4 separate regions of the Mus musculus genome follow, and regions 1, 2 and 3 are each linked to region 4. The links are chromatin contacts, called in public HiChIP or PLAC-seq and promoter capture Hi-C maps. All regions are on one chromosome and are shown on one strand. Each heading gives the region's core, a stretch centred on a gene start, on an enhancer-like site or on the middle of the called end of the contact. The rest is flanking DNA. Distances are from core to core; before and after follow the strand shown.

Region 1 (2,774 bases), core at 229-2,728, 260 kb after region 4:
CAAGCGTGATAACCAACCTACTGTTCAAAAGGAAAACGTGTGTGCAAATACAGTTTTATTGGGCTTGAATTCCTTGTGCACAAGAAGGCACACAGGTGTGATTTGTCCGTTTCTACTTCCCTCTCCTGATTGTTCTGCCTCTGGCTGTCCCTCCCTCTTTCCTTACTCTCTTTCTTCTTCTTCTTCTTCTTCTTCTTCTTCTTCTTCTTCTTCTCTTCTTTTTGGTTTTGGTTTTTCAAGACAGGGTTTCTCTGTATAGCCCTGGCTGTCCTGGAACTCACTTTGTAGACCAGGCTGGCCTCAAACTCAGAAAGCCGCCTGCCTCTGCCTCCCGAGTGCCGGGATTAAAGGCGTGCGCCACCATGCCCGGCCCTTCCTCTCTTCTTTTGGACCTGGGATCCAGCTAGGGTCCCCAGTTGCTAGGCAAATGCTCCACCACTGAGTTACCCTCCGGGAGGAGTAAAATCTCAATTTCAGAGAAAGGAGTTTATGAAATTCCCATTTAATGGGGTTTGGCATCTGCCATTCATTTTAAAAACCTGGTGTTAATTTTAAATGAGTCCCAGTAAAATCTTGAAGAGGGTCATTGGTATGAGGGTGAAGGAAGTTATTTTTATTCCACTAATTGTCTTCTGTATTTAAACTAAACAAACAAAACTCCTCTCTTTTTAAGATGTCAAGCCGGGCATGCTGCTTTACATCTGTAGCCCCTGCTACTCAAAAGGCAGAGGCAGGAGGACCCATGAGCTAAACCCAGCTTGTGTAACATCACAACCCTTCTCCCCTGTTTCAAGAAAAGGAAGAGAGGAAAAGGTATCAAACTGGAAGAGTTTAGAAGAGATTCAAATGTCTGAAAAAAATACACACCAAATAAGATAGTTGATGGTGGTTGACAGTAACTGTATATAAGAAACTTCTTTGAGTTAAGCAGAATATTAGGACCCAGAATATTATGTCATACATCATAATTTCACAGTATCTTGGTATTTTTCAACAGAACCATAAGATGCAGAATGTTAATCTATGCATAACATGAGCCAGGTTTTGACCAAGCTTAATGAGTAGCCGACCAGATGAGAATCTTGCCGATTCTTTAGCTAGTGATCTTTTCAATATTCTTCCCTACCTATATACGTACAGCTTAAAGATGCTGTGTTTGTGAATGAGACAACTTCACTTGTATGTAAAGACCTGCATATTTCCCAGTGTGTATGTCACTTCTAAGAACCATAGCATAGATCCTGCAAAGATAAATATTTCTTCTAGAACAAATCTTGCAAAGGGATGTTAACTACTTTTGTAATTAATTACACCACGGGCATTGATGTTTGTTGTAATATTTTGACAGTCTTGAATGTCTTTAGGAGTGATTGCTTTTACATTAATCAGGCTCAAATGTAGGCTTAAGGGGGCTGAGTGTGGGGTGAAGCCACACTACCAAGCAAAAGAGACAATTCTGTTTGCTGCCAAAAGATGGCAGTATTGGTTATATACTAGAACATATTTTCTGTTACTCTATGGCCGGCTCCTTTGTTGGCCTTGGCCTTAGTCTCTCTCTCTCTCTCTCTCTCTCTCTCTCTCTCTCTCTCTCTCTCTCTCTCTTTCTCTCTCTCCCTCTGTTAATCTTATTTAAATCTTTTTGAGACAAGATCTCACTAAGCTGAGGCTGTGTAGGTAGCCAAGGCTGGCCTTGAACCCTTGATTCTCCTACCTCCATTGCTGGAGATCTTAGAATATAGCTGTGTGCTACAGTGCCCCTGGCTTTGAAGAGTATTATAAAATTATTAACATCAGCTGCTATCTATGAAAGGAATGATAAGAAGAAACACTTAGTCATTTTTTATTGGCTTTTAAGAATATAAATGTGACAAAGAGGGGAAACAATAAATTCTATATGCATGTAAAAAATGAGTCGATTTGACCCCAGAATTTTCTTGAAGAACTGTAAGTCATGTGATGCATATAACTTGCTATCCTAAAGTGAATAACACATTGAGAATGGAAGGAAATCTGATGCATGCCTGTATCCCTGCACTTGGAGGGGGAGCTTCAGGAGTTCAGGGTCATCTTCAGCTATGTAGTAAGCTTGAGGGCAGCTCAGCATATGGGAAAGCACAGTTTCAAACATACAGACAAGAAAGAGAAGAGAGAAACTATTGAAAAAAATGGAAAAACCTTAGGCTTTGTTACTCTAGAAAAGCCAACCAATATAAAAAATAATGGATGCCAAGTCACCCAGTATGAATCTAAAAATTTAAACATTCATTATTGTATGTGTGTGTGACCAGTGCATGAATGCATGCATATGTAATGCCCTGTGTGGTTGTTGGTGTGAGTATGTACACGCATGTATGTGGAGGTGAAAGGACAACTTTCGGGAGCTGGTTCTCTCCTTCCACCATAGGGTATCCTGGGATCAAGCTCAGGTGATCGTGTCTGTATCGCAAGCGCTTTTACCTTCTGAGCATTTCATGGCAACTTAAATGAGACAGGGAAGCCTGGCCTGGTGGCTATGAATGACACAGGCTTTGAGATTATTCTCATCAGCAGATCTTTCACATGAGGAATCCCAGTCAAGGCCTCACCTGAATTCCATGGGCTGGGTATCTTTGGGGGCTTCATTAAGGATGATGTGGTTACTTCCTAACACAAGTTCTAGAAAAGGATGCACAGTTTTAAAGTGAGAGCAGTGGAAAGAAGATGATGATTTCAAGTGTCACCTGTGTGTTGGAAGCCCAGATGCACATGGTGTTGGCACTTGGGACTTAGAAGCA
Region 2 (2,733 bases), core at 176-2,675, 330 kb before region 4:
CCTCCAAGGACAGTCCTTACCACTGAGATATGGAGACACCTAGAGAAACCAGGAAGCCACCCAGAGCCAGGAGTTTCTCTGAAAGACATCCCAAAGCTGATATCATTAAACCCAAACTCCAAAAGGTGCTGGCCTACTGTCATTGGTGACAGGCTTCCTTGGTGACATTGGGCAGTGGGTAAGCAAAGAGGGAGAAGTCCAGGATATACTTAGGTAGCACATCTTGAAGCAGGGCCCGTGGAACATTGCACAAGTGGTAATGCAGACTTTCTGGGCTGGCTGGCCGGTACCAGGCCTGGCGAGCTGGGAACCGGACATGGGGTGGGGCCCGCACCCACTCCAGCACCTGGTTGGCATCAGCCTCCAGCCTCTCATAGGAACCCACGAAGTCGTAGTGCACAGCACATGGTTGGCACAGGTGGTACACAGGCATCCAATGCTCATTCATATGTTCAGGATCCTCATCCACCAGGTATCTCAGGAACTCTGGGAAGGTGACATCGTCCCCTGCAGGGCTGGGGCCAGCTCCAGCCCTGTAGCGCCTGACAATTTCGGCCCCATATCGCTGCTGGTACTCTCGGATCTCTCCAAACTTGTTACGGTAAGCAGACAGGAGGCGTTCCAAGGGGTCTCGCACAAACAGGAACTTGAAGTAGTGCTGCAGACGGTAGCGAATCTCCTCAGGCCGCAGGTCTGCCAGAAACACCAAGTCACTGCGGTGGTCCATCTTGAGGCGGACATCCACGTTGTTCAGGATGCCAGCCAGCACCTTCAGCACACGTTTCCAGTTAGAGCAGGCCACTTTGGGGACATAGCAGTAGAGGAAGCGGTAGCGGTCACTTACGAGAATGTGGCGCAGCAGGGTGCGCCGCTGTCCCACCGGCAAGTCCCAGGGGTCCCGGGGCATGCCTGGTTGTCCGCACACGGCCCTCAAGGTCCGGTTTCGGATGTCCTCCCTCACTTGCAAGTCCGAGTCCCCAGCATCCAAGGATAGGCCTCTAGGCTTAGGATCTGTCCCGCTCCAGGCCGCGCCTTTGTGGCTGGGAGGGTGCAGGGGAAGGGGTTTCATCTCCGATAGGATGCCTCGCTCGATCATGAGCAGCAGTCCGCTGGAGGCCACGATTACAGCGAACATCAGCATGGACGGCAGCAGCAGGGGCGGCCCCCCGAGCCCAGCCCGGGCCCGGCCCAATGGGGCCCGCCTTGGCGTGCGGCCCAGGGTCTCCGCGCTTTTCGGGGCAGCCAGTGGGGTCAGAGGGCGGGGAAACATGGTGCTGCGGCCAGACCTCGCCGACCTCGAGGCTGCAGGGGAGGTGACTGCAGCAGGGGCTGGAGGTCTCGGGAGGGGAGGGATAGTGGGTGGCCAGCTCCCGGGGTGCAGGCAGGGACCAGGGCCGGATGTCCCGCCCGGCCGCTCTTCTCTCCCCGCCCCTCCCTGATACAGGCGCGAGGGCGGGCCCACGTTGTGGGGCGGGGAGAGGGGCGGGTGCCCGAGTCCTAGGAGCTAGTTGCGGGAGGCCGCAGGCGGACCCTAGCCCGGGAGAGAACTCATGAGCCTGGGCCACTCCAGACAAAATGAGACCTGGAAAGCAGGAGCTACTGAGATCCCGTGTCTCTTTAACACGTGTCCTCTTGGTGCTCCATTTAAGATTTGCACCCTCCATCCTGCTTTAAACTGCTCTGGAACCGCTGTCCCTCCAGCTGTGACCTGAATGCAGGACAACCCACCACTCAGTCGGTCTAGACATAAAGGAGATCTGTCCTGACCGGAAGCATGGTCCTTAGCCGCTTGTACCAGTCCCAGCCCAGGGCAGGGCCACTCTGTCAAGCTCTGGCTAATGTCTCCATGGTGACATTTTGCTTTAGTAATTCCTAGGGACTAGTGCTTATCTACTGAGCAATGCTGATCTGTCTGTAAAAGGAATCTCCCCTGCCAAGTCTGAAGCAGTAGGCTAACTGGGACACTCTGGTCGGAGGCTATGGACAAGTACCTCGGGACCACGTATGGCCAATATATACTTCAGGACAACCTACAAGTACAACGCAGCAACCACAGAAAGGCCTCTTTGCTTGGAGCCAAGATGTACCCAGTGGCAACAGATTGGTCAGAGTACTTTGAACAGCAGCATACAACTAGTCCCTAAGCACTACAGCTTGACTTCGTGTGGGGCCCCAACAAGGCTTAAGACAACAGAACTGGGGAACAAATCACGTTTTTTTGTTGTTGTTGTTGTTGTTTGTTTTTAACTATTTCCTATAGTCATCAGCCACTTGACAGTAGATTCTGTGGCTGTTCACATTGTATGGACTCTGGGGTAGCTGTGACTGAAGGTTTTGTTGTTGTTGTTGTTTAGGTATGGGTTTCACTGGCTAGCCAAGGCTGACTTTCAGACCCAATTCCTAGTCATGACAGCACATTAGATGGGAGGACGAAGAATTGACTTTGGTACAGGTTATGCCCAGAGGATGATGAAAGGACTGGGTGGGAATGGTGAGACTATGAAGCTGATTAGGCAGATGAGGGGGTCTGAGGGATAAAGTGACGTGTGTGTGTGTGTGTGTGTGTGTGTGTGTGTTGTTGTTGTTCAGAGAGCCACACAGAAAACATGGGGTAAATGTCTGAACTGGGAGGTTCAGTGGCTTTAAAGTTGGATGCTGGGTGCATCTCAGGCCACTTCTGACCCTTCACTACACTGCTGTCCCTTTCTAGGCAGTGTATAGATTTCTGGTGGT
Region 3 (2,801 bases), core at 281-2,780, 400 kb after region 4:
AAGAGTGTAATTCAGAACTCAGTAATGACTTCTTTACATCCGTAAAATGATGCTAAACACTCAGGTAGCTTGGGGACAGGAGTCGATGAGCCCAGTGTGTAGGAATATAATTGTGATACTCTCAGCTGAGTAGTGATGTCTGTTGCTAAACATTTCCCACTCGAGGTATTTTGCTTGGAGTTTAAATAGGTCTTGGTGTGGGTAACTTAGGGTTAATGTGAAGTGAATACTGAAGACCACAGGGTTGGCAGCACAGATGGTACTCAGACATAAGTGTTTTCTCCTTGTGGGAAAAGGTGGGGGTGGGGCTTCTTCACTTCATTCTGTTTATTGACTGCAGGCTTCCCTTGCCCATTAGCTCATACACTTCTCCAGCTCCTGGTCAAATTATCATCCCTCATAGATTTTATATATATATATATATATATATATATATATATATATATATATAACTTTAAAATTAGAATTTATGGAAATTGATCATAATTTATATGTAAAAATAATCACTTGGGAACATTTTGTATGCATTTACATTTTGCTGAGTATAAAGCAAGATGTTTCTTCCACTCTGACAAAGGAAGCTGTTCCACTGTAAAAGAACTCATCTCTTCCTGTGCTGCCTTCTCCCCTCGTCCGTCCGTCCGTCCGTCCCTCCCTCCCTCCCTCCCTCCCTCCCTCCCTCCTTACCTTCCTTCCTCTGTCCCTCCTTTGTCCATCTCCGTGTTCCTGTCCTGGCTTCTTCTGTAAAAGGCTTTAAAGCTCTTAAAAGAGAGATAAAGACCATGGGCCAAGGAAGATCCCTTTGAGAACCAGCTATTTTGTCCAAAAGGAGAGGACCACAGATTGCTTCTCACAGAACAGAGCTGGGAAGTTTGCATAGGTGGAGGGACATGGTGACAGCGAGTTCTGCTCTCCTCTGTCCCCATAAAGAAGCCTGAGTGTCCATCTATCCCTTTGCCATCTCACTCTCACCTTGTCAGGTCCTTTTTCTTATTGGCTGGCAAGTTGGGAAAGGTCTTATTTGGCTAAGGTCAGAGATTGACCCTGTAGTTTAATGTCCTAAAGAAGTTTTGGCCTTGGTAGTGCCAGGTGGGACCAAGGGTCCATGACTGTGTGTGCCAGGCAAGACTCTGGTGTATGTGCACTGCCCAGAGGTGACTGGCAAAAGGCCAGAGGAGCTGAGACCTGCTGGCCTCCTGTGGTCAGTACATTCCCAGCACAGTGCTCTTGTCACACAGTCACTCTAGGCAGCTGCCATCATTTTAATGGATGTGCTTCTGCCTTTGTGGCCTCCACTTCCAGGTAGACTGGGACATTCTCTGTGTGGCTGGGATCTATGCTGACACCACATGACACCACTTCTCCACTTACCAAGGCCAGGATTTCACACCTTCCCTTTTCTCTCTCTTCTCCAAGCTGGGAAGAATACCTAGGTCCCTCCCTCTTCAGATGGACACAACAGGAGTCCACAAGAGGAGCCCAGCCCTCTGCAAACACTTGAGTTGACCCTTGCCTTCCGCACTTTAGAGAGGGAAAGGGCTGTGAGGTTTGGAGCAGGAGATGATATGAAGCAACAGACTGCCAAGGCAGAGGGCAAGCCAGAAGCAAACACATTTAAAATGCTCTTGGGACCCACCTGAGCCTGTAGTATGTTGGTAACGACTGCAAAAGAATAGACAAAAACTGCCTGTTCTGCATCCCTGCCAGCCACAAACAGAACCAACAGTTTCTGGATGAATGAAATGTCCGCTGCTCAGTCTCCGTCCAATGATGTCACTTCACTCTCGAGGACATTGATAACTATAGATGCTCTAAGATCACAGGCTGGGTTGATTTTAAAAGTCTCTGAAAACCTCAGCACTGTTTATTTAGGTTGGGCAGTAAGTGGTGTGCACTCCATCTATGTACAGGATCCTTTGACTGTGCGCATCCTGGGGCTTTTGGCAAATCGCAGGGCTTTATTATTTATTTATTTATTTATTTATTTATTTATTTATTTATTTATTTCAGTTAGAGTTTTTGCTCACAGGTCATTTTGATATGACTCAACTTCACTTATATGCTCAGCCCAAACTTCTGCACCAGCCAAGTTGCATAGCCTGGAAAATCTTGAGTCACTTTGCTGCCTGGCAGTGGTGGCACATGACTTTAATCCCAGCACTTGGGAGGCAGAGGCAGAGGCAGAGGGGCAGAGGGGCAGAGGGGCAGAGGGGCAGAGGGGCAGAGGCAGAGGCAGAGAGGCAGAGGCAGAGAGGCAGAGGCAGAGGCGCAGAGGCAGAGGCAGAGGCAGAGGCAGGAGGATTTCTGAGTTTGAGGCCAGCCTGGTCTACAGAGTGAGTTCCAGGACAGCCAGGGCTAGACAGAGAAACCCTGTTTCGAAACAAACAAACAAACAAAAAACGAGTCACTTTGCTGAGTTCCATTGTGTAAATAAGTATAGATATTTAATTAACAGCTTTGGGTGTGGCATTTTGAAGAGAATGTGGATGGTGCTTTTATGGTCAGATAACCACCTGTGTAAGACGAAGCAGAAAAGGACTCCTGTTGTGTCCTTTCAGAAGATATTTCTCAGTGTTGTACTGTACTGACCTTTGTTGCTGTATTGCAATGATACACTTCCCTGGAGAGGGAGTTGACATCCCAGCTAGAATGAGCTGGCTTGTTCACTTCTCTGTTGCTGCGATGAAACACCATGACCCAAGGAAACTTGTAAAAGAAAGAGTTTATCTGGGTTTATAGTACCAAAGAAATCAGAGTCCATCATGGCAGGGCATCATGGCAGATGCAGCAGCAGGAACAGT
Region 4 (3,014 bases), core at 514-3,013:
CAAGTAAATGCTCAACACAAGAGAGAACATGGCAAGGGTGTTGGTGACAGTATTGTACAAATAAAGTTAAAGCTAGGAAAAATAATTTTTAAAAGCATCTTAAGTTTAGCGAAGTTAACTTAAATTTAGAAAAAAACAAAAAACAGAAAACTAGCAGCTTTATGTCTGACATGGGTTCCCACTGACAATGAGACACCAGTAGCAGCATCCACTCCTGTTTCTAAATACGTACATGATTAGCTCTTTTTTAAAAAAAAAATGTATTTATAAAACAAAACATAACTAAACAAAACAAGCCGGGTGATGGTAGCACACGCCTTTAATCCCAGCACTCAGGAGGCAGAGGCAGGCGGATTTCTGAGTTCGAGGTTAGCCTGGTCTACATAGTGAGTTCCAGGACAGCCGGGGCTATAAGGGGAAACCCTGTCTCGAAAAAAACAAAAAACAAAACAAAACAAAAATGTATTTATTCTCACCCCCCCCCCCCGCCGTGTGTGTGTGTGTGTGTGTGTGTGTGTGTGTGTGTAAGTCAGGCCACAACCTTAGAGTTGTTTCTCTCCTTCCACCATGGGGTTTCGGGGGTGGGGGAGGGGTGACCAAACAGGTCCTCAGTCTTGGTTAGCAATTATCTCTATCCACAGAGCCATCTCACCTGTCCGTGACTAGTTCCTTCTAGTTCAGACCCAAGTGCCATCTCATCAGGGAGGCCTCTGTTCAAATCTCCCTCTGCCCCGACTCCCCCACCCCCAAGCCTCATTGCTGGGTAATGAACTAAGGCCTTATGTACCTTGAACAAGTGCCCTTCCTGAGTTACATGTCCAAACCCTTCTGAAACCACACTAGTTCTACCTCCAATGCCGTCTTCTCTTGCTTTACACTTGTTAATACTGATTCTATCTGATGTTAAACATGTCTTATTGCCCATCCGCGACACACACCCCGATTCATTCCTCCCCAGAACTTAAGCTTCACAAAGGTTGGGATTTTGTGTCTTTTACTGTTCGCCTTCAGTGCTCAAAATGGTAGTCGATAAATTCTCTTCCATGAATGACAGCTTATGACAGCAATTACCCAGTTATTATAAGTTCCATAATTGAAATGCATCTTAAATTCTAACCTAGAAAAACCCTCTATATTTTATGATGAGGAAAAGCTGCAAGTGCTCTGCTCTTCAGATCCCTAAGCTGCTAGCAAAGTGAGAACACTTATTAGTTGAAAGCAGGTACTTTACAAACATCTTGAATCCTCCCAGAACTCCATAAAGCAGCATTAATATCTGCGTGCCCCCACCCCTCCGTAAACATGTTCAAGGTCAAATAAAAACGGCTGAGGTGAGTTTCAGAACCAGATCATATGGCAAATTCCAAACTCTCCCAGTCTTGCCCCCTGGCTGGATGCAGGGCTCCACGCCGTTGGGAAGGGGGTTTGGGGAGACCTGCTCTTGGCCGACCTCCTCGATCCTCCCCTCGCCAGCCGAGCACCCAGCGGCAGCAATTTGCGTCCGGTCCTTACCTCGCCTCCGCCATCCTGCATTCCCAATACTTGCTCTCGCCCTTCCGCAGACCTTTATCCTCCGAGTGCTAACTGAGTCTCCCTCAACCTTCAGCTGGCTCTGGAGCTGCGAAGATCGTCACCCCGTGCTCCTAAACAAAACCACGCACCCGATTCCTTCTCAGAATAGCCTCCTCACGCCCCCATCACGCACGGGCCGCCAAGTTTCAAATTTAACGTCTCTTGACGCAGACGTAGCCTCGCCGCTCCCCGCTCCCGCTCCTCCCAAAGCATTCTGGGGATTGTAGTGTATCCCGGGTTTAAGCACGCGCTGCGCAATGCACAATGGGAGTTGTAGTTTCAGGTTTGAGGTGCAAGGACCAATGGTTGTCCTAGCACTGCAGCGTGCTCAGGCACTTCGAGTTTGCTCTGTGTTTCCTTTCTAAGACAAGCCTTCGAACCCAGGGAGAGACACTTTATTAACAAGAGGTTCTTTGATGGTTTCAGTTTCATAACGTGTCTTTGAGTACATTACTCTTCTGGGTTGCTCCGAACAATTAACTGTGCTACGCCTAGGTCTTGTCTGAGCCCCAGGTCTTAACACCTGTCCAGGGATCCTTAGGCCACTCTCACCCAGCTGTTTCCTGTGGAAAGACTGTGTTCTCGTTTTTCTCTTTTACACAAGACCTGGTTTAGCACTGCACTTCCTTTCCCCAGCAAGCCCTTTGACCTCTACAACTTCTCAACTTTGACCAACTTCCTTTAAATTCTCTTGGAAGTGTACCATTTGTTCTCTCATGCAGCCTACCAGATGTCCTGTAAACTACGATCTAACACAGAATACAAACAGGGTAAGCGCTTTGCCTGTCTCACTGGAGCTAAAGGCTTGGTAATGCAGGCCTATAGTTCAGCTACTCTGGAGACTGAGATGTGAGGACCAAGACTTCAAGACCATCCAGGGCAACTTTACTTCACAATAAAAAGTTTGCTTTTGTTTTTTGTTTGTTTTTGTTTTTCAAAACAAGGGTTCTCTGTGTAGCCTTGGCTATCCTGGAACTCGCTCTGTAGATCAGGCTATAAAAATAACTTTTATTCTCCTGTTGTGATTGTTGTCTGAGGGGCTTACTGCCTCCATCTGCTGACCTAGATCCACTCCTAGAAAATTCTAGCCTCCATAAGATCTAATCTAGGTCAGCCTCTCAATTTTGTTGAATAAGCTCACCCTTTCTTGTTCTTTCTGAAGTCTACCTGGCTGGTTCAACTCAGCTGTTCTGGCTCAAACTCCTCTCCCAGCTGACTGACTCAATCTGGCTTCTCTCCCAGCCCCTGAATTGCTCTGCTTGGCCTCAAACTCACTCTAGCAGTCTTTTCTATTTCCTAATCTTCTGGCTCTTTCTCAATCTCTTGCTCATTCTGTCTTTACCTGTGTCCAGCTTGTTCTCTTTTCAACCTGCCTCCCTCTCCCTCCCGTGCTGCTCTACTCTCCCTCGCAACAATACTGCACTGCTCTCCAGGACTGCTGT

The links. Promoter capture Hi-C pulls out the DNA fragments that hold promoters and counts their contacts. HiChIP or PLAC-seq counts read pairs in DNA pulled down with a chosen protein or histone mark. Capture Hi-C pulls out chosen DNA fragments and counts their contacts.
Region 1: an H3K4me3 HiChIP or PLAC-seq map of bone marrow-derived macrophages shows a contact between it and region 4, with 4 times the contacts expected there. The contact joins the enhancer-like site here to the promoter of Bub1b in region 4. A contact is called at or near these places in 5 of 39 promoter capture datasets (the 3T3-L1 cell line, the C10 cell line, hippocampal neurons and 1 more), 2 of 484 Hi-C or Micro-C datasets (both in embryonic fibroblasts) and 1 of 115 datasets of contacts at active chromatin or transcription factors (bone marrow-derived macrophages).
Region 2: a promoter capture Hi-C map of adipose tissue shows a contact between it and region 4. The contact joins the promoter of Chst14 here to the promoter of Bub1b in region 4. A contact is called at or near these places in 6 of 39 promoter capture datasets (the 3T3-L1 cell line, 3T3-L1-derived adipocytes, the C10 cell line and 3 more) and 2 of 9 other capture datasets (adipose tissue and liver).
Region 3: a contact with region 4 is called in a promoter capture Hi-C map of pre-B cells, with 2.3 times the contacts expected there. The contact joins the enhancer-like site here to the promoter of Bub1b in region 4. A contact is called at or near these places in 5 of 39 promoter capture datasets (the C10 cell line, hippocampal neurons, pre-B cells and 1 more), 5 of 484 Hi-C or Micro-C datasets (bone marrow-derived macrophages, embryonic fibroblasts, embryonic limb bud and 2 more) and 2 of 115 datasets of contacts at active chromatin or transcription factors (astrocytes and bone marrow-derived macrophages).

What each region holds. Positions count from the first base shown.
Region 1 is chr2:118,334,980-118,337,753 of GRCm38.p6, reverse strand. All of the region lies in intron 1 of Gpr176 (G protein-coupled receptor 176), which reads left to right. Among named protein-coding and RNA genes, the nearest start is that of 1700054M17Rik, 31 kb to the right of the region's middle. Within about 2 kb of position 1,478, at least 2 of the 459 cell types and tissues checked have an H3K27ac peak or open chromatin away from gene starts, as enhancers often do. A contact at or near this core is called in bone marrow-derived macrophages, where this site is marked.
Region 2 is chr2:118,925,189-118,927,921 of GRCm38.p6, reverse strand. It overlaps Chst14 (carbohydrate sulfotransferase 14), which reads right to left and starts at 1,425. Exons shown (of 1, transcript NM_028117.3): 1 at 1-1,425. The coding sequence starts at 1,270. The coding sequence ends at 140.
Region 3 is chr2:118,200,605-118,203,405 of GRCm38.p6, reverse strand. All of the region lies in intron 10 of Fsip1 (fibrous sheath-interacting protein 1), which reads left to right. Among named protein-coding and RNA genes, the nearest start is that of Fsip1, 55 kb to the left of the region's middle. Within about 2 kb of position 1,530, at least 8 of the 459 cell types and tissues checked have an H3K27ac peak or open chromatin away from gene starts, as enhancers often do.
Region 4 is chr2:118,596,960-118,599,973 of GRCm38.p6, reverse strand. Bub1b (BUB1B, mitotic checkpoint serine/threonine kinase) reads right to left here and starts at 1,763. Exons shown (of 23, transcript NM_009773.3): 1 at 1,513-1,763. The coding sequence starts at 1,526.